Regions from separate parts of the Mus musculus genome. Here all the other regions are linked to region 1. The links are chromatin contacts, called in public Hi-C, HiChIP or PLAC-seq and promoter capture Hi-C maps. All regions are on one chromosome and are shown on one strand. Each heading gives the region's core, a stretch centred on a gene start, on an enhancer-like site or on the middle of the called end of the contact. The rest is flanking DNA. Distances are from core to core; before and after follow the strand shown.

What was found. Promoter capture Hi-C pulls out the DNA fragments that hold promoters and counts their contacts. Hi-C and Micro-C count contacts between places; a contact is called where the count stands out from the background. HiChIP or PLAC-seq counts read pairs in DNA pulled down with a chosen protein or histone mark.
Region 2: a Hi-C map of uterus shows a contact between it and region 1, with 4 times the contacts expected there. The contact joins the enhancer-like site here to the promoter of Inhbb in region 1. A contact is called at or near these places in 1 of 39 promoter capture datasets (stem cell-derived epiblast-like cells), 1 of 484 Hi-C or Micro-C datasets (uterus) and 2 of 115 datasets of contacts at active chromatin or transcription factors (astrocytes and embryonic forebrain).
Region 3: an H3K4me3 HiChIP or PLAC-seq map of embryonic forebrain shows a contact between it and region 1, with 5 times the contacts expected there. The contact joins the enhancer-like site here to the promoter of Inhbb in region 1. A contact is called at or near these places in 6 of 39 promoter capture datasets (the 3T3-L1 cell line, embryonic stem cells, hippocampal neurons and 3 more), 23 of 484 Hi-C or Micro-C datasets (the AML12 cell line, cardiomyocytes, cerebellum and 10 more), 10 of 115 datasets of contacts at active chromatin or transcription factors (astrocytes, craniofacial prominence, embryonic basal ganglia and 6 more) and 1 of 9 other capture datasets (embryonic stem cells).
Region 4: a contact with region 1 is called in a Hi-C map of uterus. The contact joins the enhancer-like site here to the promoter of Inhbb in region 1. A contact is called at or near these places in 2 of 39 promoter capture datasets (hippocampal neurons and liver), 8 of 484 Hi-C or Micro-C datasets (cerebral cortex, embryonic fibroblasts, muscle stem cells and 2 more), 6 of 115 datasets of contacts at active chromatin or transcription factors (astrocytes, embryonic forebrain, embryonic hindbrain and 3 more) and 1 of 9 other capture datasets (embryonic stem cells).
Region 5: a contact with region 1 is called in an H3K27ac HiChIP or PLAC-seq map of embryonic stem cells, with 9 read pairs. The contact joins the promoter of Sctr here to the promoter of Inhbb in region 1. A contact is called at or near these places in 1 of 39 promoter capture datasets (the HPC-7 cell line) and 2 of 115 datasets of contacts at active chromatin or transcription factors (embryonic midbrain and embryonic stem cells).
Region 6: a contact with region 1 is called in a promoter capture Hi-C map of liver, with 4 times the contacts expected there. The contact joins the promoter of Tfcp2l1 here to the promoter of Inhbb in region 1. A contact is called at or near these places in 4 of 39 promoter capture datasets (hippocampal neurons, liver and stem cell-derived epiblast-like cells), 1 of 484 Hi-C or Micro-C datasets (embryonic stem cells) and 3 of 115 datasets of contacts at active chromatin or transcription factors (astrocytes, craniofacial prominence and embryonic forebrain).

What each region holds. Positions count from the first base shown.
Region 1 is chr1:119,419,511-119,423,576 of GRCm38.p6, reverse strand. Inhbb (inhibin beta-B) reads left to right here and starts at 1,329. Exons shown (of 2, transcript NM_008381.4): 1 at 1,329-2,950. The coding sequence starts at 2,491.
Region 2 is chr1:118,823,360-118,827,546 of GRCm38.p6, reverse strand. No RefSeq gene overlaps it. Among named protein-coding and RNA genes, the nearest start is that of Mir6346, 130 kb to the left of the region's middle. Within about 2 kb of position 1,771, at least 81 of the 459 cell types and tissues checked have an H3K27ac peak or open chromatin away from gene starts, as enhancers often do. A contact at or near this core is called in embryonic forebrain and uterus, where this site is marked.
Region 3 is chr1:118,774,143-118,778,280 of GRCm38.p6, reverse strand. No RefSeq gene overlaps it. Among named protein-coding and RNA genes, the nearest start is that of Tfcp2l1, 150 kb to the right of the region's middle. Within about 2 kb of position 1,585, at least 50 of the 459 cell types and tissues checked have an H3K27ac peak or open chromatin away from gene starts, as enhancers often do. A contact at or near this core is called in cerebellum, embryonic forebrain and trophoblast stem cells, where this site is marked.
Region 4 is chr1:118,755,613-118,759,497 of GRCm38.p6, reverse strand. No RefSeq gene overlaps it. Among named protein-coding and RNA genes, the nearest start is that of Tfcp2l1, 130 kb to the right of the region's middle. Within about 2 kb of position 1,332, at least 24 of the 459 cell types and tissues checked have an H3K27ac peak or open chromatin away from gene starts, as enhancers often do. A contact at or near this core is called in uterus, where this site is marked.
Region 5 is chr1:120,005,362-120,009,341 of GRCm38.p6, reverse strand. Sctr (secretin receptor) reads right to left here and starts at 2,362. Exons shown (of 14, transcript NM_001012322.2): 1 at 2,011-2,362. The coding sequence starts at 2,085. It also overlaps a transcript of Cfap221 not described here.
Region 6 is chr1:118,625,886-118,629,864 of GRCm38.p6, reverse strand. Tfcp2l1 (transcription factor CP2-like 1) reads right to left here and starts at 1,920. Exons shown (of 15, transcript NM_023755.2): 1 at 1,763-1,920. The coding sequence starts at 1,824.

The DNA.
Region 1 (4,066 bases), core at 80-2,579:
TCTACCTCTCAGTCTTGCCTGTCGTTAGGTGAGCCTATTGTGGGTAAGCGTCCTGGGAAGGGGGGGGGGGGGCTGTTTGCAGGCAATGTGTTCTGGTCTCTGGGAACTGTGCCCCGTGGGCATTGTCGTCCCAGACCCAGGTAGGGTCGGGAAAAGAGACAGAAAGAAGAGGGTACATTTGCAGTTCTCTAGTCAGTACTGGGAGTCAGACTCCCACCCATTACTGGCAGCCAGAAGAGCGTCCCAGAACCATCTTTATATCCGCTTCTGCGAGGTTGGTTTAGTCTGTTTGGACCTCCCAAAGCACCAGTGTGGTGCAGGTATCACAGTGCCCCTTTACAGCCGAGAGAGAGAGAGAGAGAGAGAGAGAGAGAGAGAGAGAGAGAGAGAGAGAGAGAGAGAGAGAGAGAGAGAGAGAGAAAGAGGCAGGGCAAGGTGAGGTTGGACTGGATTCAAATCCGGTAGTACCTGAGCCCTTCATTAGAATCTGGGTTTGTCTGAGGCCAAGTGTGACAAGACACGAATGGGACAGTGGAGACCCCAACAGTCTGGCAAGCCCTGAGCCTCCAGAGACCTTGGGTCCTCAAAGATGGGTTCCCAAACAATGCAGGTAGACCCTCGGGCCAACTACAGCAGAGCTGGCCAAGCCTCCAGCAGCCTCCGCTTCCCTTACTCTTCTAGCCCAGGGGGTTAACCCATCGCCCATTGGGACAGCGGCCTCGGACGCTAGAAGAGGGCGCTGTAGCCCGAGGGTGGCATCCAGCCGCACCTCTTCTCTGCTGCATTCGAACTTACTCCCCACCCCCACCTAGCAGATTGGATAGCGAAAGATCGTCCCTTGAAGGCTCTAGGGGCAGCTGCGGCGAGAGAGGGTCGCCCGTCCCGGTTGTGAAAGGCGACAATTTGGGACGGGGGCGGGGGGCGGCTTTCGTGGCCCTGAGTAAGGGGTGTCCAGAAGCACCCGGATCCTACACCAGGAGCGTGTCGGTGCCATTTATCCATCGCCCCATGGGGCGAGGGTCTGGAGCACTCACGTGGTGGGAAAGTTTCGAGGTAGCAAAAGTGGCCTGGCATCGCGGGGGGGGGGGCGCAGGGTGGAGAGAACCTTCTTGCCCCTCCTCGCCAAGGCAGAAAGGGAAAGAGCGGAGGGAAGAGGGGGTGGGAGGAGGATCAGGCAGCAGCGACCTGCAGAATCCGCCTCCCCCTCCGCCCCCGGGACGCCCGAGTAGGGAGGCGCGGACCGTCTCCTCCCGCACTGCCCGGACGACACTCCCCCTCCCCCCTTTTTTTCCTGCCAACGTCTATCTCAACGCGCGCGCACATACGGAGATTGTGCGGCTTTTTTACCCCTCGGGAAAAAAAGAACAGGGAGTGGAAAGGAAGAGAAGGCAAAGCGAAGAACTCCTCGGGCGCGCTCTGCACTCCGAGCCACGGCTGGGCGCGGGGACGCTGCTGCCACCGCCACCGCCGACTCGCTCTCTCCCCGGCCCTGCAGCGTGTGCCAGTGGGAGCGCGAGCCAGGGCACTCGATTCTGGGGACACAGAGAGACTTTTGGCCGCCACTGCCGCGGCAGGCAGAAGAGACAGCGGCGAGAAGGGCCCTGCCACCGCCTTTCCCTCCTCCGCCGCCCCGGCCGGCCCGCTCAGGCGGCCAGGCACAGGGAAGCAGGGAGGAGCAGAGGCCCAGGAGAAGCGCGCCGCGGCTCGCCCGCCCGTGGATGCGGCGCCCGGGGGAGCCTGGAGACAACTTTGCCGGGTGACGCGCTGGGAGGACTGCAGGGCCCGCCGCCCAGGAGGGCTCGGCACCTCCTGTAAGAAGGGCCCGCGCAGCGGCGCTCCCCCGCACAGCTCTCTCTCCTCCCGCCGGCCCGGAGCAGGGGAGAAGGACCTGCCCATCACCGCCGCTGCCTCGGGCGGCCGTGTCCTCGCTGCGAGCAGCGACAGGGCGAGGCGCTCAGGTGCGGTCGCGGGGCCCCAGCCGCAGCGCCCTCCGCAGCGCCGCGCCCGGGGTCTCCGGCACCTTCGCTTCAGTCTCCAGAGCGACTTGCGCCCGCTGCCGCCTCTTCCCTCCACCTTTCCAGCCCGGCCGAGCCAAGCCACCGTGCCAGCACCGCTGCTGCCGCTCCTCGCTTTCGCTTCACCCCGATCAGGGGGCTGCGGTGGCCCTCGACGCGGAGAGGATGGGCAGGCTGCAGATGCCTAGGCGCCCCGAGTCGTCAGCGCGCCACTGACCCGGCGGTCCCCCCCACCCCCTCACCGCCAGCCCGCGTTCCCTTCTGGTCCCCGCGGCGCCCCTTCTCGGCCGCGCGGGAACCCCCGCGGCCCGGCCGGCCCCCTCCCCCTGCGAGCCGGCGGCGGCGCTCCCGGCAGGCGGGCGGGCGGAGGCCCGGGCGGGGGCGGGGCGGGGCGGTGCGCCCAGAGCCCGGAGCCCGGCCCTGAGCTCGCTTCGCCTCGCCTCGCGGCGGGCGCCCTCGTCGCCAGCGGCGCACCATGGACGGGCTGCCCGGTCGGGCGTTGGGGGCCGCCTGCCTTCTGCTCCTGGTGGCCGGCTGGTTGGGACCCGAGGCCTGGGGCTCTCCCACACCCCCGCCGTCGCCCGCTGCGCCGCCCCCGCCCCCGCCACCCGGAGCTCCGGGTGGCTCGCAGGACACCTGTACGTCGTGCGGTGGCGGCGGCGGCGGCTTCCGGCGGCCGGAGGAGCTGGGCCGGGTGGACGGTGACTTCCTGGAGGCGGTGAAGAGACACATCTTGAGCCGCCTGCAGTTGCGGGGCCGGCCCAACATCACGCACGCTGTCCCCAAGGCCGCCATGGTCACGGCCCTGCGCAAGCTGCACGCCGGCAAGGTGCGCGAGGACGGCCGCGTGGAGATCCCGCACCTCGACGGCCACGCCAGCCCGGGCGCCGACGGCCAGGAGCGCGTCTCCGAGATCATCAGCTTTGCAGAGACAGGTGGGTTCGGCCACAGGGAAGCCAGAGGCGGCCGCGATCCCTCCCTTTTTCCTTCTCCTAGGAAGCCCTGCTGCCTTCACCGCCTCTGCAGCCCGCACGCCCCGAGGGCATTTAGGCTCCGGGCAGAGACGTTCTGCGGTGGCCTTGCGCGCTTCCCAGGGTGGCAGTCCTTTTCTATACTGCGCGCCCAGACTACAGATCCTTTGCGGCTTCCCTTTCCCTGCAGCAACTGGGAAGCACCCTGCCCTTCATCCTGGCTCACGGGAATTGGGCCCCAGCGCCTCTGGGCGCGCGTCCCCCTCCCGGCAGATGCGCGCAGCCCTGGCTCTGCGGGCACTTGCTTAGTGATTGCTTAATGTTTTTGTTTCCCACGATCCGAGTGTAGGCTTAGCAGTGTAGAGATGGAGATGTGTGTGCTTGTTGATATACGTGGGCAGGAGAGGAGAGGGAAAGGGAGAGAGAGAGGGAGAAAGAGAGGGAGAGAAAGAGGGAGAGAGAGAGAGGGAGAGGGAGAGAGAGAGGGAGAGAGAGAGAGAGAGAGAGAGAGAGAGAGAGAGAGAGAGAGAGAGAGAGAGAGGCTCCCGGGGCCGCTTGCGTCGCCCGGCGGCATGGGCTTGCCAGGATTGCTGAAGCATCGGTGGGGAGAGCTAGGCAACCTCCCTTCCGATTGTGTGGGCACCAGAGTCGGCGGAAGGCAGCTTCTCAACAGGTCCATCATTTACGCAAAGAAGCGGCTCAGGAACAGCCTCATGCCTTTAGGCTTGCCTGGCAGCAGCCGCAGCCCTCTCTGGTCCAGGGAAGAGGGGCAGAGTTTGTAGTTAACAAAGAGTGGGATTCCTTTCTGCAATGTCCTCCCAGGCCCCGTGTTGCAAAGCTCTGTCCACTATCTAAATATAAAATTCAGAGAAAAAGAAAAGAAAAAAATCTTTGGGAAGTTTAAAAAGGAGGAAAATTTCCCGGGCAGAAACGGTGTAAGTGTTTAGACATCGCTGTCCTTTTCAGGACTTGAATGAGCCAGGCTGGCTTTTGTGCTGGGAGCTCAGCCCCATTTGTGCAGAGGGGACTGCAGAGAAGGTCGCAGAGGGGGAAGCCCGATGTAGTCAGGGTGGGGGACAA
Region 2 (4,187 bases), core at 522-3,021, 600 kb after region 1:
CCATACCCACTCCAGAACCCTTCACACACACCCAGCCTTTGCATCACCCTCCCAGCCGTTGCATCAGCTCCCCCACTCCCGCCCCCAGCCTTTGCATCACCACCCTCACCTCCCAGCCTCTACTCTGTACTTGAGTCTCTCATATAGATTCACAAGCTTGCATCCCTGTGGTACTGTCATGTGCATGGAAATGAAAGTCTTCAATCCAAAATGATGCGATGGGGCTTCCACACAGGGGAGTTGGCTTACAGAACTCTGTTCCCCTTCCCCACCCTGGTCTCGAACCACCATTCTTCCCTGTCAGAGCATCCCTTCAAACACTGTTTCCTGCTTAGTGTCCCCGCCCCGACGAGGTCCGAAGGCTCACTGATCTTTGGACTTCATCACCTGGCCTCACCTTCTCACTTCATTTGATCTGTACATTCTCGTTACTATGCCAAGTAAATGGCCAGCAATGCTGCCTTGGGGCCTTTGCATGGCCATTCCCATCGTTTGGAACGCTTTCCCCTCAGACAGCCAAACGATTCATACCTTTCTCAGGCTTTTGCTCCCATAACCACCCTACTTAAACGGTTGGGGGCGGTAGGGGTGGGGGGATCTGTGGTAGAACGCTTGCCTGGTGTGTGGAAGGCTCTGGGTTTGATCTCCAGCACCAGAAAGAAATAAACTATTACCTGCTATGCTTTTCCCGAAAGCACAGATGGCCTTCAAAACTGTAATTCACACCTACTGAATGAGCTCACTGGGGATGGGAGCCCGGCGAGCTTGTGTGCAGGCCGGCTGGGAGGAGGGAAACGAAGGCAGCTGGTCACGGAGCTCTCCAGAAGTTTGCCAAGATGGAGAAAGAACAATAGAAGGAGAGGCTTCGATGGTGGGGGTTTGTGTGCTTGTTTTGTATCCTGCGTAGCCAAGGATAACCCAGAACTCCTGATCCTCCTGCTGGCACTGCAGATGGGTGGTGCCATACCTAAGTTAGATCAAGTTGAGGACTGAACCTAGAGTCCTGTGTGTGTAAGACAAGCACTGTACCAACAAAGCCACATTTCCAGCCCTTGGTGATGCGCTTCAAAAGGAAAGAGAAGCATGTGACGATTTTTTAGACTCCCAATAAGAGGACATAGATCCCAGTAGACCATGTGAGAGATAACTGAAGTGCTCACTGGGAGTTAGCAGGAGGGCAGCGTACGGAGAAGGTGCTGGGCAGGATGGGCATGTCCTGTTGGAACTAGAGATGAAGATAGAGTACAAGAGGTCAGGGGGTTGGAACTGAGGAGGAAAAGAGCTGGCTGTCCTGTCTCTCAACACAGGAGTCAAAATTGTGTCCCGGGAGAAAGAAGAAGCAGGGGCCCAGAAGAGGCTTTGAGACTGAGACAGCCTAGAAAATGCTGTTCTAGCACAGAGAAGGACGCTCATGTGGACTGAAGACAAGGCTCAGCGGGAGCCTTGTTCCAACTGGTATACAGGTCAAGTCGTGGAGGACGTCTGAGGCTTGTGTTATCACTGGCCTGGCTGCAGCCTGAGTATGGGCTGCCGAAGGGGGTTTGAACACATGCCAGGCTTGGGAAAAGTCCATCTGCCCGTGTGGGACGATGTCCGGGAACAAGAGATGTCTCTGACTCTTATTTGGGCCTTATTGGGGAACAAGGCTTCTTTGGGGGAGCTGCCCCACTCCGTGCTTCTCAGTGCAACGTTTTTACTAGGTGCAAGGAGAGCCGCGGGCGACCCGTGGCACAGCCAGCTGCTGCGGCTCGAGGTAATTCCCCAGTGTCCTTTATTGCCTCTACGCGGTGGGGGTGACACAGCCTCTGCTTTACGATCTGGCAGCGTAGGCTCAACCAGCACAGTGGCTGTCAATAAGGGCTGTGTTTTATATCACAGGCCGCACGATTTATGGGGGGGCCCAGCACCCTGCAGACAGCCGTTTGGCCAGGGAAGAAAATGACCTAATCCTTAAGAAATTTGGAAGCTAGAAAACAAACGTGTGTATGTTGCGCACCCGCGAGCACGACCGTGGCTGTATGTGCCAGCTTTGTCTGCGGACTTGCCAGGCACTGGAAAACAGAAATAGCTGTTAAATACGCTGACTATAAAACTTAAATGAAATCAAATGACTCACTTCCTGCTGCATAGGGCCTTTGCGTCACACCCGATGAGCAGGGTTTTGGGGAGAGGTGGGTCATTTCCTACCAAATCAACCTGCATTCCTTTCTCCCCAGGTAAGCCATGCTCTTTGCAAAACATGGGGTAATGTCTCCACTTGGATATGCCCATCTCAGTACTGAACCACCTGGTTTTGGTCTGCCTCTGAGCATGCCCAACTGTGTGTGTCAGTGTATGGAGTGTATGTGTGTGGATGTGTGTGTGTGAGCACCTATACACACATGTGTGGTGGCCAGAGGGTCATGTTGAGTGGGCCGTTCCATCTCTTTCCACCCTAGCCCTTGAGACAGGGTCTTTCACTGAACCTGGAGCTGGCAGCTGGTAAGCCCCAGCCATCCACCTGCCTCTCTCCTTCCCCACTCAGTGCTAAGGTTACAGGCTAAGCAGTCACTTCTCCACCCGGGTCCAGCCTTTGGACAGGGTGACATGATGTGGTTACCTGCAAAGTTCAACTGAAGTCATTTTTTTAAAGTTTCATAATGTTTGGAGTTTGGGTTAAGTAGGTCTCATTCCTAGTTATCCTTGGCCATCTGTGCTCTGCACACTATGGACTGGGCATACCTGTGTCAGGTTTCAGCTTCTGATGAGTGGGTACCAGTCATCTGGCATGGCATCCAGGGCACAACTGCACTGGGGTACCACGGTAGGGGCTCCATCCCTGGCTGTTGAATTAAAGCTCAGATCAAGGCATGATGATGCGTGTGAATCATCACGTCACATAGGAGCTGGAGGGTCAGAAGTTCAAAGTTTTCCTTGGCTTTATATCAAGTTTGAGGCCAGCCTGGGCTACATGAGACTTCTTACATGGGTCCTCCGGATCAAACTCAGGTCCCCATGCTTATAAGGCAAGCGCTTCCTGTCTGAGCCATCTCCCCAGCTCGAGGTTGAGCCCAGCTCCTGCACGTATGCTATCCCATTTAACCCTAGGCAGACCCTTGAGAGGGAGCTGTGACTGTGCTCCTGCAGCTGAGAAAACAGGCTTCAGGATAAACATTTGCAGCACTGCCTGGGTGGAGACCCCAGACCTGCCCTGAGCCAGACCTCTGCCCTCACCCCGCAATTCCCCCACCAGGGCCTGAACGCGGTGCATGGACGTCCCAATAGCCCTGTAAGATGGCGATCTCTACTCTCAGACAGAACCTTGGGTATGGTAAATCTCAGACTGGTGCAAGGCCCTCCAGTGAGCTCAGACTAATTGCCATGCTCCTGAAGGGCAGGGTGAGCAGCGGTGAGACAGAACTCACAACCCCACATACTATTCCTTATGAGCCATCTACATTGGGTTTTGATACCTCATATTAACTATGTGTTTAAATATAACACACACACATACATAATATACACATATAATCACTCAGGTAAAGAAAAAATATCAACATTATAGTACTTACTTAATATTACTTATTACACTACAATATTCTTCACACATACCAACTTTAATTCTTCACCAACTGGCTAAAGTGATACTATTTTAGGCAACTAATTGTCCCATATCCAATACAGGGCTTAATAAAACCAAAACATCTGCAGAGTGTCCAGTCTGACTGAGTACTGCCTCTGTCTAATGGTGATGTAATGTGTTACTTTATTAACACAGAGAATATACACTCAGCTTCAAAAGGTCTTTCAGCGAAGCCCGGCACTTACCAAAGGCATTACACCCAACAGTTGGCACCAGGTCAGTTTTCCATTTTCATGCATGGTGATCAACTTCCAAGTTTGAGGACTTCAGCTTTGTGGATAGTTTATTGCTACTGCACCTGGAAGCATGATTGCTCCCAAACAGTCCAAATTCTGTGAACCTGCCTGCAGTGAGGCAGTGAGGGAAGGAGTGTGTGTGTGTGTGTGTGTGTGTGTGTGTGTGTGTGTGTGTGTATTTCTGTGTGTCTGTGTGTGTGTGTGTGTGTCCTGGTGTGTCCATGTGTATATTTCTGTCTGTGTGTGTGTGTGTGTGTGTGTGTGTGTATCTGTTTGTGTGTGACTCTGTGTGTGCATGTGTGTGTATGTGTATGTTTGTCTGTGTGTCT
Region 3 (4,138 bases), core at 336-2,835, 650 kb after region 1:
GGCCAGGCTAGGAGGCTTTCAAGCATCTAAGGATTCTCCTGGCTCCACCTCCCATCTTGCCCTAGGAACAGACACTGTGTACTATTCTAAAGATCCAAGCTCAGGTCCCCACACAGCACGTGCCTTCCCCACTGAGCCATCTCCCCAGCTCTGGGACCTCCATTTCTGAGCCTTTGTGGAATGGGACTCCCCTTGAGAGGTCAGGCAAAGAGCAGGCTTTGGGTGGGACTGCCCTTAGGGACATGTCTACCCTCTGCCTGCACCTACCCTGCCAAGCTTCATACTCCCACCTGGGAAAAGAGAAGGGGGGGGGGCGCAGGGATTCAATACAAAATTCATACAAAAATCTATGCAAATCTCGCAGTGTGCCAGACGCCGCACCCTGAAGTTGGCAGTTTCTAAAATTGATCTTGTTATTGAGTTCTGATAATTCCCAGAGAAAGAAGGGATCTCTCAGTGTGTGCAACTGTTTGACATTATGACAGATGTCATCATCCACAAAGTTCTCAAGAACTGTGTCATTGAGTTTAAACGGGGAGGGGCTGGAGAGTTGGCTCAGCAGATTAGAGCATGCAGGGCTCTTCCAGAGGACGCATGGGCTGGGACCCACAGACCTCTGCAAATCATCCCCTGGCCTGTGCACACAACCCATAAGCATGCCACTTAAAACTCCTCTTAAACATCTCTTTGTTTGGCTGACATGGGGACCTGAGTTCGAGTCCCCAGAACCCATGTTTGAACAAACAGACAATAAATAACACTCTCACGCATCTACACCCCAGTACTCCAATACTCAGACTGTTGGTGGAAACAGGAGGAGCCCCAGAAGCTTGCAGGGTGGGAACTAGAAGAATGACCCAACCTCAAACCAGGGGGAGGACAAGGTGGTGCACCAGAGCACAGACACCCACGATCACACACATGAATACACACTCACTCACCCACATATACACACTCATGCACATGCTCACACACACACACACTCACACATATACACAGTCACACACTCATACACAATCACACACAGTCCTGCACACTCACACACACACACACGTTCACACATGTTCACACACACTCACATCTAACACAACAAAGTTTAAGTAACTACCATTCTGTGGTGGGCTTCATCCGCAGCTATCCAGGGAGCTCATGGAGTGTGATGGGACATTCCTCTGTCTTCCCAATTGCCCTTTTCTCTTGAACTTGGGGACTTTGAGGACAGAGTGGGAGGGACCCAAGGCCCGTGGCACTGAGGAAGGCCAGAGAACATCACCCAGGTGTTCAGATCTCCCCCGACCCTGCTCCAGCCCCAGCCAGCCAGCAGCCCCTCAGGGCGGGCAGCCAGCTCCTGCCATCTGCCGTGATTTATTGGAGGGAGTCAGTGATTAATCAGCCAGTCAGCCTGAGAGCAGCCATTTTCCCTTCTTTTCCTGCCCCCTGACCCTCAGCACAGTGCAGGCAGTGCCTGGGCAAGTGTATTAATCACACACTTTAAAAATATTTAAAGGAGGAGCCCAGGCCTGGAGCAGAGTTCCCTCTAATGGACTCTCTGCAGCTGAGGGTGAGTATGCTAATTAGGAGATAAAACAAACGGGGCTGTTTGAAATGCAAATGAGCTGATGGAAGCGCTTCTGGTGCCTTCCTTCCCTGCTGCCTAGGCGGAGGCTAAATCTTCCCTCTTCACACTAACAGGAAAAGATAGTGGCTGATTGTGAAGCTGAGAGGTGCTAGCTCTTGCTTTCCCTACTTTCCTTTAAAAATTACTTTTAATTGTGTGTGTGTGTGTGTGTGTGTGTGTGTGTGTGTGTGTGTGATGCCCAAGGGCATGTGGAAGCCAGAGGTCAACCTCTGAAGTTGTTCCTCATCCACAGGCACCTTGGATTTTTGATACTCTGTGTGTGTGTGATGAGTGCATGTGTGTATTTGGTATGTGCACATATGTATGTGTTATGAGTGCATGTGTGTATTTGGTATGAGCATGTGTGTATGTGTTATAAGTACATGTGTGTATTTGGTATGTGCACGTGTGTATGTGCTATGTGCACATGTATATTTGGTATGTGAATGTGTGTATTTGGTATGAGCACGTGTGTATGTGGTATGTGAATGTGTATATGTGAATCACAGTAGAATGTCAGGTGTTCTTGTCTGTTATTCTCCACTTCATCCACTTGCAACAAGGTCTCTCACTAACTCTGGAGCTCAGGATGCAGCCAGCAAGTGCCATAGATCCTCCTGTGTCCACCTTCTTGTAATGCTAGGCTTACAGGCAGGCACATGTACGAACATGGGCAGCTTTTACACGGGTGCTGGAGATTTGAACTCTGGTCCTCGTGTGTAGAAGTACTCTTAACCACTGAGCAATCTCCTCAGCCTTTTGCAACCCTTTTAATAAAAATCCTTTTTAAATGTTTTCAAGATTGTAATTCCACTATTTCTCTGCCTCCCTTTTCTCTCTTCAGCCCCTCCCATGTACCACGTTCCTATTCTCTCTCATAAAGGTTCTTTTTCTTTTAACAGATGGGATCTTTCACTGATAGAGATTCTCTGGTCATGCTAGACTAGCTGGCTTGTAAGGCCCAGGGTCTGCCTTTCTCTGCCTGTCCTTCTCTCTCCAGCACTGGGATTCAAGTGTGTACCACCACACTCAGCTATCTTACGTGGGTTCTGAGGACCAAATTCTCTTTCTCCTGCTTGCATGGCAAGCACTTTATCAATGGAGCTGCCTCTGAACCATCCCTCTTTTTTTTTTCTTTTCTTTTTTTTTTTTTTTTTTTAAATAAGGATCAAGGAGCCAAGAGAACGTCTCCCAATTGCTGGCATTCGGGGCTGCTTTTCCATCCTGCCCAGGTCCCTCTCGCCCTCTCTAGCCAAGCCTCTCTGCCCACTCCATTAGCTCCTGCCCTTTGCTTCTACCAATGTCCAGCACTGGGCTTCGGGGTGGCCTCCCTGCCTGCCTCCTATCTATTCAACCCCTGTTCCCTTAGCTGCTGCTGACGGAGCCTCTCAGACACTTCTAAACCTTTCTCAGTTCCAACCTCCCTCCCCTAACCCCACATGGTCTCTTTGAGCCCCTACTGTTGTTGCACAGGACACTGGTGACACTCAGGTCTCCATCGCTCCCTCAGGGAAATCTTCAGGCTCCTCCTTAGCACTCTTGTGGATCCTGGACCTGTCACCCACTTTGGGTGTAACAATGAGGCTGTGTCTGCAGCCTGCCATCCCTGTAGGTGCCTCCTCTGCCTGCCATGGCCCAAGGCTGCACCAGCATTTGCTAAATGTACATGGAGGATTACATTGACCACAAACTCCATGAACTCTATAACCTGCTTGGCATCTGCACCAGAGACCTCACAGCCCACATCACCAGCTTTAAAACCTGGCTGGATTTGGTTTTGCTTTAGCCGTTGTGACACTTGTTATCGTCTCAATGTTAAAATGCCAAAAATGACCCAGTCTGTTGCTTTCTTCCACCCCCAGCACTTCACAGCAGCTTCTGGCTTTGCAAGGTGTCTGTCTCAGCCAGTGCCGTGGCCTGCTGGAAAGGGTCCGAGTTCTTCCTGTCTCCCATCATGTGTCCGGAGACAAGTATCTGTAGTGACGGGGCTTCTGCAAAACTAACCTGCTTTGTCCACATCACCCAAGACGCCACCCCTCACTTCATGTGTGGTACTGGAGCTGTCCCTGGTCTCTGTCTGGAGAGTGCTGGTCAGTGTCTGCTCCTTCTATCCTAGAGGTCTCCTGCAGTTAGTTGTGTGGTCACCAGGAGGATTGAGGACACAGTAGCCCTGAGCTGAGCTGGGCTCATCTTCCAGGGAGCAAACCTAAAGCCAGCAGTCAGCCCCCTCCCCCCCCCACCCCCGTTAGAGCCCTGCAGTGGGTGGGCAGAAGTGTCTTATGGGTAGAGAGCCTTGTGCCCAGCCACAGTTTCCTCCCTTTAGGCTAAAATCCTCACCTGAGCTTTCCCAGGGGCAAACCCTAGAACAGGAGGAAGGTGGGAAGCCCTGGGTAGGAACCACTCTGGCTGCCCAGGCATTGCTGAAATCTTCTGGTCATCAACAAAGGGTAACTCTCGAAGAGAGTTAATGAGGATGGTGGGATTCGGTTGAAGGTGCCTGGCTTAGTGCTGTTAATTGTC
Region 4 (3,885 bases), core at 83-2,582, 660 kb after region 1:
ATCACTGGGAAAGGGAGGGTGCCTCGTGGGGCAGATGGCTTCCATGTGTTCACCACCTGGAAACAGGGGAAGCAGCTGTAGTATTAATGAGGTCTGGGGGTGGGGTGATGGACTCCCGAGGGAGTCAGCTTGGGGCTGGGTGGTGCAAACCTGTAGCCCTCAGCCTTCAGATCCATCCAATGAGATTTTAATGTTGTCAGTATTATTAATTACTATTGTGTACATGATGTGTGTGTGAGGAGGGTGGGGGTTGTATGCCGTGGTAGTAGGTGGGTATGCACATGTGTACAGACAGATCAGAGGACAGCTTGTGTAGCTTGCTCTCCCAAATCACTTTTACAGGCTGAGACATCTCTCTGGCGCTCTATCCAATATTTCTAAATTCCCTGAAAATTATACAGATTTATAATAGATTGCATTATGACATTCTCATACAAATATGGACTGAATTTCACATCAATTAAGAAAATCAAGAGACACGCCCCCCTCCCCAACGCTCCCACAGGCCAACCAGATCTACACAATCTCTCGCTGATATGTTCTTCCCAGGGGGACTCTAGGTTGTGCCAACTAAACTAAACCACCATACAGACAAACTTGTGGGCATTCCACAGAGAATATCCAGACCAGGTAAGAGGCAGGAGAATACTCTGCATGTCAGTGGTACTGTCAGGTGGACTGATGCGCCTGGTCAGGTGTACAGGAGGAAGTCAGCTTAGCATCATCTCCTTCTGCTTCCCGACGCTGGCTGCAGTGTGACCAGCCACTTCCTTTCCATGGCCGACTGCATCTGTGTACTGGGAGCCAGAAGAAACCTTTTATCCTTTAAGTTGCCTTTGTCAGGTTCCTGTCACAGAAACCAGTTCAGTGACCTTCAGGACCAACTTCCTGTTGCCACCCTCCCACCAGGAACTAGAGAACACTGGGACCTCATGCAACGTCTCCCAGAACCCCTGGCTCATGAGCAGCTGTGGACACTTCTGAAAGTTCCTATTCCCATTACAGGGGCTGGCTGGGAGTCTTTCTGGAAAGCTCCTGGAGAATCTTGATGTTGAGTAGATGTTCGGGTAAGCGCTCTCTGGGGAGAAGACAAAGGGAGAAAGGGATTCTCAGCCCAGGGAGACTGACATCCACACTATAAAACAGGGCGAGGAGAGAAGTCTCGGTGAGCCCAGAAGGCAAGAGGATTCACTGGCTGTATGTTGGCAGTCATTCTCCTGCTTCAGTCCTTGGTTCTTTTGGCTGTCACCTGCCACACTTCTCTATTACATCATCTCCTAGTCTGAGAGGAGACCCAGCAAGCCTTGCTCCAAGGACTCTGTGAATCACTGTGGTCAGCTCGATTGCCTGGGGCCTTTTGTTCCTCTCCTAAAGTTGATGCTTAGAGTCAGCAGAGCCACGGCCACTTCTCCATGTCCTAATAATCCTCAGACCTGTGACTTTACAGTAAAGTAATAATAGCTGCTGTCTCCAATCTGACATCATGGCAAAAGGACATTGGTAACAATGACAACATCACATGCAAAAACCATACAGTTGACTTAAAGACAAACAGCCAAGAGACAACTCAGTAGTGAGCCCTGTGAACTCTTGCCACAGTCTGAGTACAGCTCTCAGACTCAACAGAGACACTTCCTTGTATAGTAGATGATAGTTAACAGGCACCCACACTGGTTAAAGTGCAGAGACTAAGTGTTAGCGGAGTGCTCTACCACAAACAGGACTTCTCTGTCACAGCTCTATCCCCCAAGTTTCAGGGACCATCACTAAAGAAGGGACAGAAAGATTATTACATAGAGCCATTCCAGTAGGAATGGGGTGAAGTAGTGTCTTCTGGACACGACAGGACCACTACACTTAAGAACTCCCAGCAGCTGTGGCTACCTGTGTAAGACCTACCTAAGACCAAGCCAGTCAGCATTCCATCATGGACAGGGAGGGGCTCGGGAGCCCCAGGCCTTAGCTGAGGAGCAATTGACAGTTGATGGCTTTGAGAAGATAAAGACAGTTTGCTTTAAAGGTGTGGCCCCTGGAATGTTGACCATGCTCCAGTGAATTAGTCCACGGGGAGCACAAATTCAAGGAGGAAGAGGAAGAAGAGGAGGAGGAGGAGGAGGAGGAGGAGGAGGAGGAGGAGGAGGAGGAGTGATGGCTCAAAGCTGGAGGGGATGAGGGGGTGGATCTGGGAGGAGTTAGCTGAAGAAGGATGAATATGATCAAAATAAATTGTATGCATGTATGAAACCCTCAATAACAAAATATTACATTTTAGAAAACAAAAACCCTGTGATCTGAGTATAGAGTTCCCGTGGTAGAGTGCTGCCTAGCATGTATGTGGCCCTAGGTTCAATCCCAGCATTGTTTAAACCAAGTGTGATGCTGCACACCTGCAGTCCTAGTACACAGCAGGTGGGGGCAGGAGGGTTTCAAGGTCATCATCAAGTACACAGCAAGTTCAAGGTTAGCCTGGGCTCCGTGGGAACATACACACATATGCATCTTGTCGGAAAAGGAAGAGTTTGGCCAGGGACCCTAAACCAGGTGGATCAACTGCTCGTGGACAGGTTTGAGGGAAGGGACAAACCTGTCCCTTGCTTAGCTTGCATAAACGCGTGCACATCTCATCTCCTGATGCTGAGACCTGCCCTCTGAGCTCAGAGGTAGGACTGCTCTGTGGTCCCTGTTGGGCCTCAGATGGCAGAGGGGAACATTCCTACGAGCTTAAAAGGCTTGAGAACTGGGTTGCACCCAACTGTCCTGGGGCCCTCTGTTGGCCTTGTCCTAAAGGGAGGTTCCAGGCGAACAATTCAGGAATGAGGGGGGAATTCCCAAGTTTCCTCCTCCACAAGTACGGAAAGCCCGAGGGAGACGATTAGAGTAAGAAATGCAAGTGAGACCACACAAGCACCCAGGGCATCTGTCACAGTGGAGCAGGGCGTTCTGCTCTCTCTATGGGGCCAGGTTTTTATAACTGGGATAATAACTGGGGCTAGGATGAGGGTAGGGAGCACAGGCTAGGGTGCCCTTCCCCCACTTCAGTAGCAGCCAGCCAGCTTAGCCCCTGGATTTGAGGAAACCCTGGCCAGGGTTTGCTCTGGGGGAGACTACAGCTCTGAGGGAAGTGATTTGAAAATCAAATGGGCTTGCTGGAACATTCCATTCCTGAGCGGAGCAGTTTCCAGCACTTAAATGAGCTGTGCGAGCATAATGGCCTTGGGAGCCAGGTTATCTCGGGGCCTTTGCAGGGATCTGCCTAACATTCCCCTGGTACCCTAGGGAGATGACAGGGCCAGCAAGATGGCTCAGAAGGTAATGGCATTGTTGCCATGCCTAAGAACCTCAGTCCAATTCTTAGGTCCCAGAGAGGGTCAGTTCCCACAAGTTGTCCTCTGACATCCACATGCACACCAAAGCAAGACTGAGACCACACAGCACACACACACACACTATCACATCCACCATACATATATACACACACCATATACATATACACACCACACATACACACACACATATATAGACACCATACATACACAGATATACCACATACATGCATATCCACACACCACACATCCGCACACCAACATATACACACAGGCACAAACACACAAACACACACACACATATATCCATAGCCACACACCACACATCCACATACACACATATTTATAGACACCATACATACACAGATATACCACATACATGCACATCCACATACCACACACACACACAAAACTGTAGGAAGAAAAGAAGCATTTGTGGAGTGCTGATGGTGTCTGGTGGTGTCTGAGTCTGTGTGTGTGTCTGTGTTTGTGTCTGCTTATGTGTCTGTTTGTCTGTGTCTGTGTATATTGTGTGTGGCTGTATGTGTCTGTGTGTTTGTGT
Region 5 (3,980 bases), core at 1,113-3,612, 580 kb before region 1:
AGTGAATATGATCAAAATATATTATTAATATTATAATAAGAAACAATAGAGCTAGCATAGAGACATAATGTGCTTTAAAAGATTTTTATATTCATGGGTATTTTGCCTGCATGTATGTCTGTGTACCATGTGCATGCCTGGTAATTCTAGTTTGTGGCAAGTTGACATTAAAACCATAAGCCATACTAGCCAGAGCTAGGGAAGTGGAGACAGGAGACTCCCCAGCTCTTACTGACCAGTCTGTCTGTTGTACTTGGTGAGTCCCAGGGCAGGGAGAGGCCTGGCGTCAAGAAACCAGGGTGGCTAGCACATGAGGAATAAAAGCCAGAAGAGGCTCTCCAGCCTCCACATGCATATCCAGGCTCCTGCACACACAAATTAGCTGTATGGAGCAAACCAGCAGAGGTGATGCACTCAGTTTCTTATGGTAAACCCCTTCAGCAGTCACTGTTTTCGGTTTCCACTTGCAAAAGAACTTTCTGAAACCTCCCCTGTAGGAAGAGGCGAAGACGGGGGCTAGGACCACACACGTCAGTTTTAGTGGTCTCTTTGGAAGACACCTATGATGTCCCTCTGAGGGAATGCCAAAAGGAAGGAAGAAATTGTCTTTATTATCCTCGAATCTCAAAATCCAACAGCCAAGCACTCAGAGTCAAAGGAGCGAAAGGAAAAGTTGCAGAAGCTGGGAAATAGTCCAACAAAGTAGGCCCTTCCACCCTCATTTATTAAAGGCGTTTTCTACCACAATCCTCAAGAGATAGAATCACAGGTCTGGATAAGCCCACACAATAACCAGAGGCCCACGTGAAGCCTTTCTCCTAGGGATGTCCACACTGCCCATGTGTGTGTTAGTGACATGCAAATACAAGGTGTACAAGGAACAGAACAAACCTCAGGCAGGCCAGACCCCACCCCCTCCTTCCAAAGTGAGGAGTCTAAAGATCTGGGCACTAGTCCCAGCCTGGCTCCTAACATGCTGATCAAAAGCAGGTCTCCCACTGAGGGCTTTGATCGGCTGTAAAATGAGGGACTTGAACAGACATACACAAGCAGCCGTCTCAGGTGCAGTGAAGACTTGAACCAAGCAAAGCCTCAGTTTCCCCATCCGTTTATTCCCGAGATCATCACCTTTGAGACACAAATGTAAGCTGAACCTGCTCCTGCCTCCCTGGCACAGAACAAAAATGTCCCAGGAAACGGGAAACAATGTTTTTGACCCAGATGGCAGCTCCAGGATCCATTCCCTGTGGTAACCCTGGAGTCCAACCCGGCAGCTTTGACCTTCTTCCCAGTTCTTCCCATCCTGCCAGCCTCAGTGCAGCCTGTCTCTCACTCAGATATCCCAGGGGAAAGTTCCCAGAAGTTTCTATGGGAAAGCAACACAAACCACTACCCGCCTGGCCTCTCTCTCCCCTTCCTCCAACCTTCTTCCTCTCCTACCCGAGTTTGTTGCGACCTACTGCTCCCAAGACGGGCAGACTTTAGAAAGTCAGTCCCTCCAGGTCACAGAGGGCTGAAATGATCCCACACAGATGGAAAAACTAAAATTTCCCATCTGCACAACGGAGCACGTGAAAAAACAAAAAACCGCTACTAGCCTGAACAATGTGGTTCTGGCTTTATTCTGACAGTAAGCCTTTCCCGCCCCCTTTCTGAGCCTTGGCCGGTGCCTGAGACCACGGGTCTCAAAAGGGAACGAGGGTGTTTTGACAAAACCCTAGAGTGCAAATGTCTAGCACGCATCGTTGCCGGGGCGGCTACAGAATTGTCTTCTGGAAAGAAGTGAGTTTAGCGGCGGGAAGGGATGAGCGAAGGTGAGGGGAGTGAGCCTCACACAGAGCCCTTGAAGTTTTTGCCTTTGGAGAGAAGAGGGCTCCGTCAGAGTGGACGATAGTATGTTAAGGGAAGAGAGATCGGCTGCTCCCCGTAACTCCTAGGGCCGGATAGAGGACCGTGGACTGGTCCGTGGGGTCCACATCCGGGGGCGCGGGGACGGGGCGGGGTACTCACAGGGTGCGCTGCATTGATGAGCAGCAGCAGCCACAGCAGAAGCAGTGACAGCCGGGGGCTCATGGTGCTGAGCATGCTCCGCCCACTGTTGATCCCCTTTGTGCTCTGGCCTCTTCAGGAGCTGGGTGTCCGTCTCTGTGTCCAGCTCAGCGTCCTGCATGTCGTCCAGGACCCTGGGCGACCCCCAAGCCCAGAGAAGCCATGGCTGGACCTACCCAATCCGACCAGACCCACAGCCAGGCTAGGGACTGCTGCTCCCTGAAGGAGGTGGCAAGACTGTTAACTAACCTGCAGTGCCTATTGATAAAGACTGGACGACAGCTCGCGACTCCACCCTGCAGGGAATAGCAGGGAGGGGTTGGGGGGCGGCACAGAGCTGGAAGGGAGGAGAGAGGAGGAGGGACCCTAGACACCCGCATAGAGGCAGCTGCAACCTCCCTCCTTCCCTTCCAATCCAGAAAGTACTTTCTCTGGAGGACTTAAGTCACGTGCCTTCAGCAGTGACAAGGTAGGCAACACCTTTTCTTTTCTTTTCTTTTCTTTTCTTTTCTTTTCTTTTCTTTTCTTATCCTCGATTGAGACATGGTCTCACTATATAAGCCAGGCTTACTTTGAACTCTCAGACCTCCTGCCTCAATTTTCCTAACCCTGGGATTACAGATGTGGTCTCCTACACCATTTCCCAGGCTGACTTTTATACAAACAGAATTAAGTCTACCTCAACTTGGTCCTACAGAACACTCTTGTTCCTTAGCTTCCAGTGATTTTTCTAGCATTAGAGTCACCACACCCAGCGCATGCAGAGCTAGAGATCAAACCCAAGGCTTCCGCCGACAGCCCAACAAACAGCACTGCTCTGTGTGAGAGGAGATGGTGGAGACTGTGGTGGCCGCTATGCTATGGGAAAATACCGTTCTGTACATTCTCCAAGTTTCAACGTCACCCTCCCTGGGAAAGAGAGGGACCATTCTTTTATGTCAATGGCCTCTTTAGTTCTAATTCAGTGCCCCAGTCACACAGTAGCAGAAAGTGGGACATTAAACCAAAGTCCCAACCATCAGAACCCTAGATATTCAATATGTCCTTCCAATGGTGTTTTAAAGGTCATCCTGAGGAGGGGAGAGGCTGTGCTTGGCTTTGGGGTAAGTTATATCAATACTTCCTGTGTGCACGCCTGTGTGGAGGTGTGTGTAGAGATTAAGGATCGGCAGTGAACGTTCTTCCTCCGTCACTCCTCCCTTACCTTTTGAGGCAAGGTCTCTCAGTGAACTTGAAGCTCATTACTTGGCTACACCTCTGGCCACTGAGCCCTAGGGGTCCTCCTCTCTCTGCCTCCCCAGTGCCAGGATAGCTAGTGCTCACACACTGCTATGCCTGGCTTTTTATAAGGTCCTCACACTGGCACGGCAAGCACTTTACAGACTGAGCCAATTTCCTGGCCCTCTTGTAGACACACTTAGCATCTCACGGAGGCAGGTTTCAAGGTTAGACACAAATCTTCAGAAAATGAAAATTTCGTCAAATGCCGAAGGGAAAGAAGTCTCCCTCCTTCCCCTTTCTTTCGGCATATCCTTCAGGATACTTTGCCTCTTTACAGCATGTGCAAATCTAAAACTATCAACAAGCCCCCAGCCAGCTTTGAATCCCAGTACCCTCTCCAATTCCTTCTAGACCTTATTATTTTTGGAGAGCGTCTCTAGCCCAGACTTGCCTTTAATTCCCTCTGATATAGCTGGGGGTGCCCTTGAGTGTTTGGTCCTCCGATCCACATGCCAAGTGCTGGGACTGCAGATACTTTCCATCACAACTGGTTTCATGTGATGCTGGGACAGATCTTTGTGATCTATGGGATGCTTTGTAAATTAAAGTTAGGCAGGCGCTCCACAGGCGCTTGGTTACTGCTTGTAGCTTCCTACTTGTCGGAAAGGGCTGAGGCGTTTCCTCTTTTGTTTGGCTAAACACAATGCTAG
Region 6 (3,979 bases), core at 671-3,170, 790 kb after region 1:
AAAAGTCACCAGAACATCAAACAGAAAGGAGAGGGAGGGCTTAAAGGCCACCCACTATTCATTGAAATCAGATGGCTTGTAGAATTTCTAGCAGAACAAAAACTGATAATAAAAAAGGAGGGCCAGAAGTTATCAAAATGGAAGAACAAGCGTAAGGCCCAAGGTTCATCCCAGCACTACAAAAAAATAAACAAACAAAAAAACAATAAAAATTAAAAAATAATAATATGAAATTAAAATTTTAAATTCTGAAAAAGAAAAACAAGGAAAGCAAAGAAAAATATTCTTGCACTAACACAGATACACAGGGCGCAAGGAAGTCAAACTACTTGAAGGTAAAAAACAAAAACAACACCAGCTTCCAGTGGGGAGTATGGTTGGTCTTTACCCATTGCTTCCTCAAAGCACCCAAAGAAACAGTGCTGCTTTGTAGTGGCTCTCAGGCTCTCAACCTCAACGTTTGCCTTCCTCCTTTCATGCTAAGTCAAAATCTTAAAAGTATCTGAGTTGGCTCACAAAACTTCCATCTCAGGCACAGATACATAAACCACACCACGCCTCAAACAAGGATAATGTTTTATGCAACTAGATTTCAAATACTTCCGCTCAAGGTCACCTTCAACTTCATTTTTAAGATAGGATGAGATTAAATACCTAATGGCTACTCACAACAATCCAAAAGAAACCACAGGTAACCCTATAGAGTGTAATACAGTTAGCATATATTTATTCTATAGCAATTTTAACTGTGGGCTCAACACCACCACCGGGATCTGCAGTCTCATGTCCCTAGTTTGATTACCATTTTCAATGGTTTGGAGTTATTTTTTAAAAGAAAAAAAAAAAAAAACTGAAGATACACCAGTGAAACCTGGCCAACCCTCGGCTTTCTAAGAAGGGGCATGTCTTCCTAGAGGAGTTCTGAACATACATGAATCAGAAGCCAGGAAGTACAAATAACAAAGAAATCCAAAAGAGGAGACTTGGGGGGGGGGTCCAAAGAAGCACTTAAGGGTCTGTAGTTAGGGCTGACAGCCCCTGGGATGTCTTCTTGAGCCCACATCAAACACACTTTGGGTTAAGTACGGCACATATAATAAACTGTGACTAGGATGGAAATAAAGACAGGTTGAAGCTGGTTCTGGCGAGTTCAGAAAAAGAAATGCCTGCCTATTAGCCCTGCAGCCAGCTGCACCATAGCGAGGGGGATAAAAAAATCAAAGAATCCCGGAGTCACCAAAGCAATTTGGGGAGGTGAGGAAGTTCTATTTCCTAAAAGAGGGAGTTCAGAGAACTTTGCAAAATCCCGCGGGACCCTCTTCCCTTAAAGTGCGCTAGCGAAATCCCCACAGAAGAGGAGATTTCTAGGGGCCATACCAAGTTGACCCCGAGCAAGGGCAGCCACCCCCTGAAGCCCGAGCCCTCAGGGCTGCAGCGCAGACCTGCTCCCGCTATCCACCTGTGGGCCCAAGGGCCGAGAAGAGCAAAGAGCGGGCGGGGCCTGGCTTCCCGGGACACTCCAGCTCCTGATAGATGAGGCAAGTTTATTTCTCCTATTGGAGTGGGGAAGGGAGAGGAAAGGCGACGAAACCCGGCTGGGGACACAGCGAGTGGCAAGGAAACCTCGAAGAAGCAGCCCGCGGGCATCAGTGCGCCTCTTCCCCGACCATTCCCTAGGGGCCTCCCGGAGGGCCCTTCTCTGGAGGCCTGAGGTTAGTCAGCGCTCGGACCCCGATCGTAGGCAGGTGTTGCCACGTCTTACCGCAAGTAGCTGCCAGAGTTGTGCTGGTTGTAGTGTTCGGGCTGCGTGTGCCAGAACAGCATGGCTGAGGCTTCCGCAGCACCGGCCGGGGCGTGGCACCGAGCTGGACGCGGCAACCCTGGCCGCCGTCCACCTTTAAGCAGCACCCACTCGAACCTGAGTGGGCTGCGGCCGGCGCCTTTTATAGGCCGTCAGGTGGGCGTGGCATTAGGGGCGTGGTTATTGCAGGGCCGTCCCTACGGCTAGCACGGCCGGAGGGAGGCGCTGAGCCGCACCTGCCGGAGCTGTGCCTTTCTGGGAGCTGGCACTTGCTTAGCTACTGACCCTGGGGACACAGCCACTCTCGCTGTGGCCTACTGGCCTCTGAGCTTCCACGCTGAGCCCAAGGCAGTTGCTCAGGGCGAGATTGTGGCCAGGAGCACCTAAGCACTCCCCTTAACGTTTTTGTTTTTCCTCGCTCTGAACACTGACCTTATACCCTTTTTTCTCTGTTGCTTTTACTTGTCTTTAACTCCATGACTAGCTCACTGAGCATATCATACATGAAGTCACCTAGCATACACAAAGCTCTAAGCCCAGGTGTGGTACAACAGGTCTCTAATCCCTGCACTGGTAGAGGCAGGAAGATCCAAAATTCAAGGTCATCTTCTGCTGCACAGTATATAAAATAAAATAATAAAAATAAACTTAAAAGAGATGCCTGGGCCTCTTACTCAGAGCCCAGAATCAGTCCTTAGTCTGAGTCCAGATGAGCCTAGGAAGCATCAGAAAAGAAAGTTTCAGACAGGTTTGTGACAGTCCTTCTTTGACAAACTGGGCTCGTGTGACATGCAGAAGAGTTTAGGAGATGGGATGAAGTGTCCAGGTGTCAGAAACACGGGAGGCAACGGGAGGTAAGATTCTCTTTCCACTTCCTTTAATAGGGTTGTTTTTAAGTCTCTGTGTGTGGGTGGGTGGGTGGGTGGGTGTGTGTGGGAAGGACACTGTGCCTTAGTGTGTGTGCAGTGTAAACAGCTTGCAGGAGTCATTTCTTTTTCTTCTACAATGGGAGTCTGGCTATGCAACTCAGCAAGGACCTGTGCTGTGCTGCTGTGCCTGCCACCTTTCTGCTCCTTTAAGATTTTGGATGTTCTTTATAATTGGCTTTTGGAAAGTCGAGTCTGCCTGAATGTGAACAGTAGTAGGCCATGGGTAGATGGGCAAGCAGAAAGGTACACAGTTCCTAGAGGTGAACCCACAGGGTGATGTCTCAGGACCTCATTAGGCATACGTTCTGCTTAATTGAATGAGTCTATAAAGACTTCCTGGGCCTGCAAGCATAGGCACACAAGTCCCCCTTCCTTTGCTGGCTCTGCACTGTCTCCAGCCACAGGTTGCTGCTCTGTGAGAAACCCTTGGGATACTCCCTGTCTGCCTCTCCAGGGACCACCTCTGCTGCTCTTGATGCTCCTAGAGGTCACATGTGTCAGGGGTTGGGCAACATTCCTGTAGCTATCACACCCAACTCTGTGGATGTGTGACAATGCAAAGGCCATTTTAGTCCTAGAGCTCTCATGGGAGAAACTGGAAAGTGATCACCTCTTCCCTTCCCAGCTCTCCCAGATACCGATACTAAAGAATTCTGTAACCAACATCCTGAGCACTAAGTTCTCCATCAGGGACCAGAACGGGGACATGCTTTCAAAAGGAGAGCACCCTAGGATAATGTCAAGAAGCCAGCCCTTCCAGAGGCTCCTATCATTCTAGCCAGGCAAGTGGACAAGCAGAAGATGACAGAGGGAAGTGTTACTATTATGGGAACCATGTGTGTGTGGTGGTGAGACCAAGACTGCCTTTGAAACTCTCCAGGTGTGGGTGGCAGTGAAGCTAAAGCCTAGCAGAGGTGAATGTGGGAATGCCCTCAGACACACATCAAGTGCTAAGGCTTGCAGAAAGGGAATCCACAAACACAAGCACGCTCCAGGGGCTCTGCCTTCACTGCTGAGCTGTCAGCTGTGACCTGAGTGGGGGTTAATTGAGCCCAGGGTGTTTGTACCAAGTGTCTGTATTGGTCCTCACCCCTTCCCTTCCAAGTGGGCTTGTCACAGGCATAATGCTAGACAAGAATCAGTCAGATTCATAGGGTACCACGAAGACTCCCACTTTGTCCAAGCCCTAAAATAAATCTGTTGGAGAGGAACTGCTTTCTGGCATCCCATCCCCTCAGGGCTCCAGCAA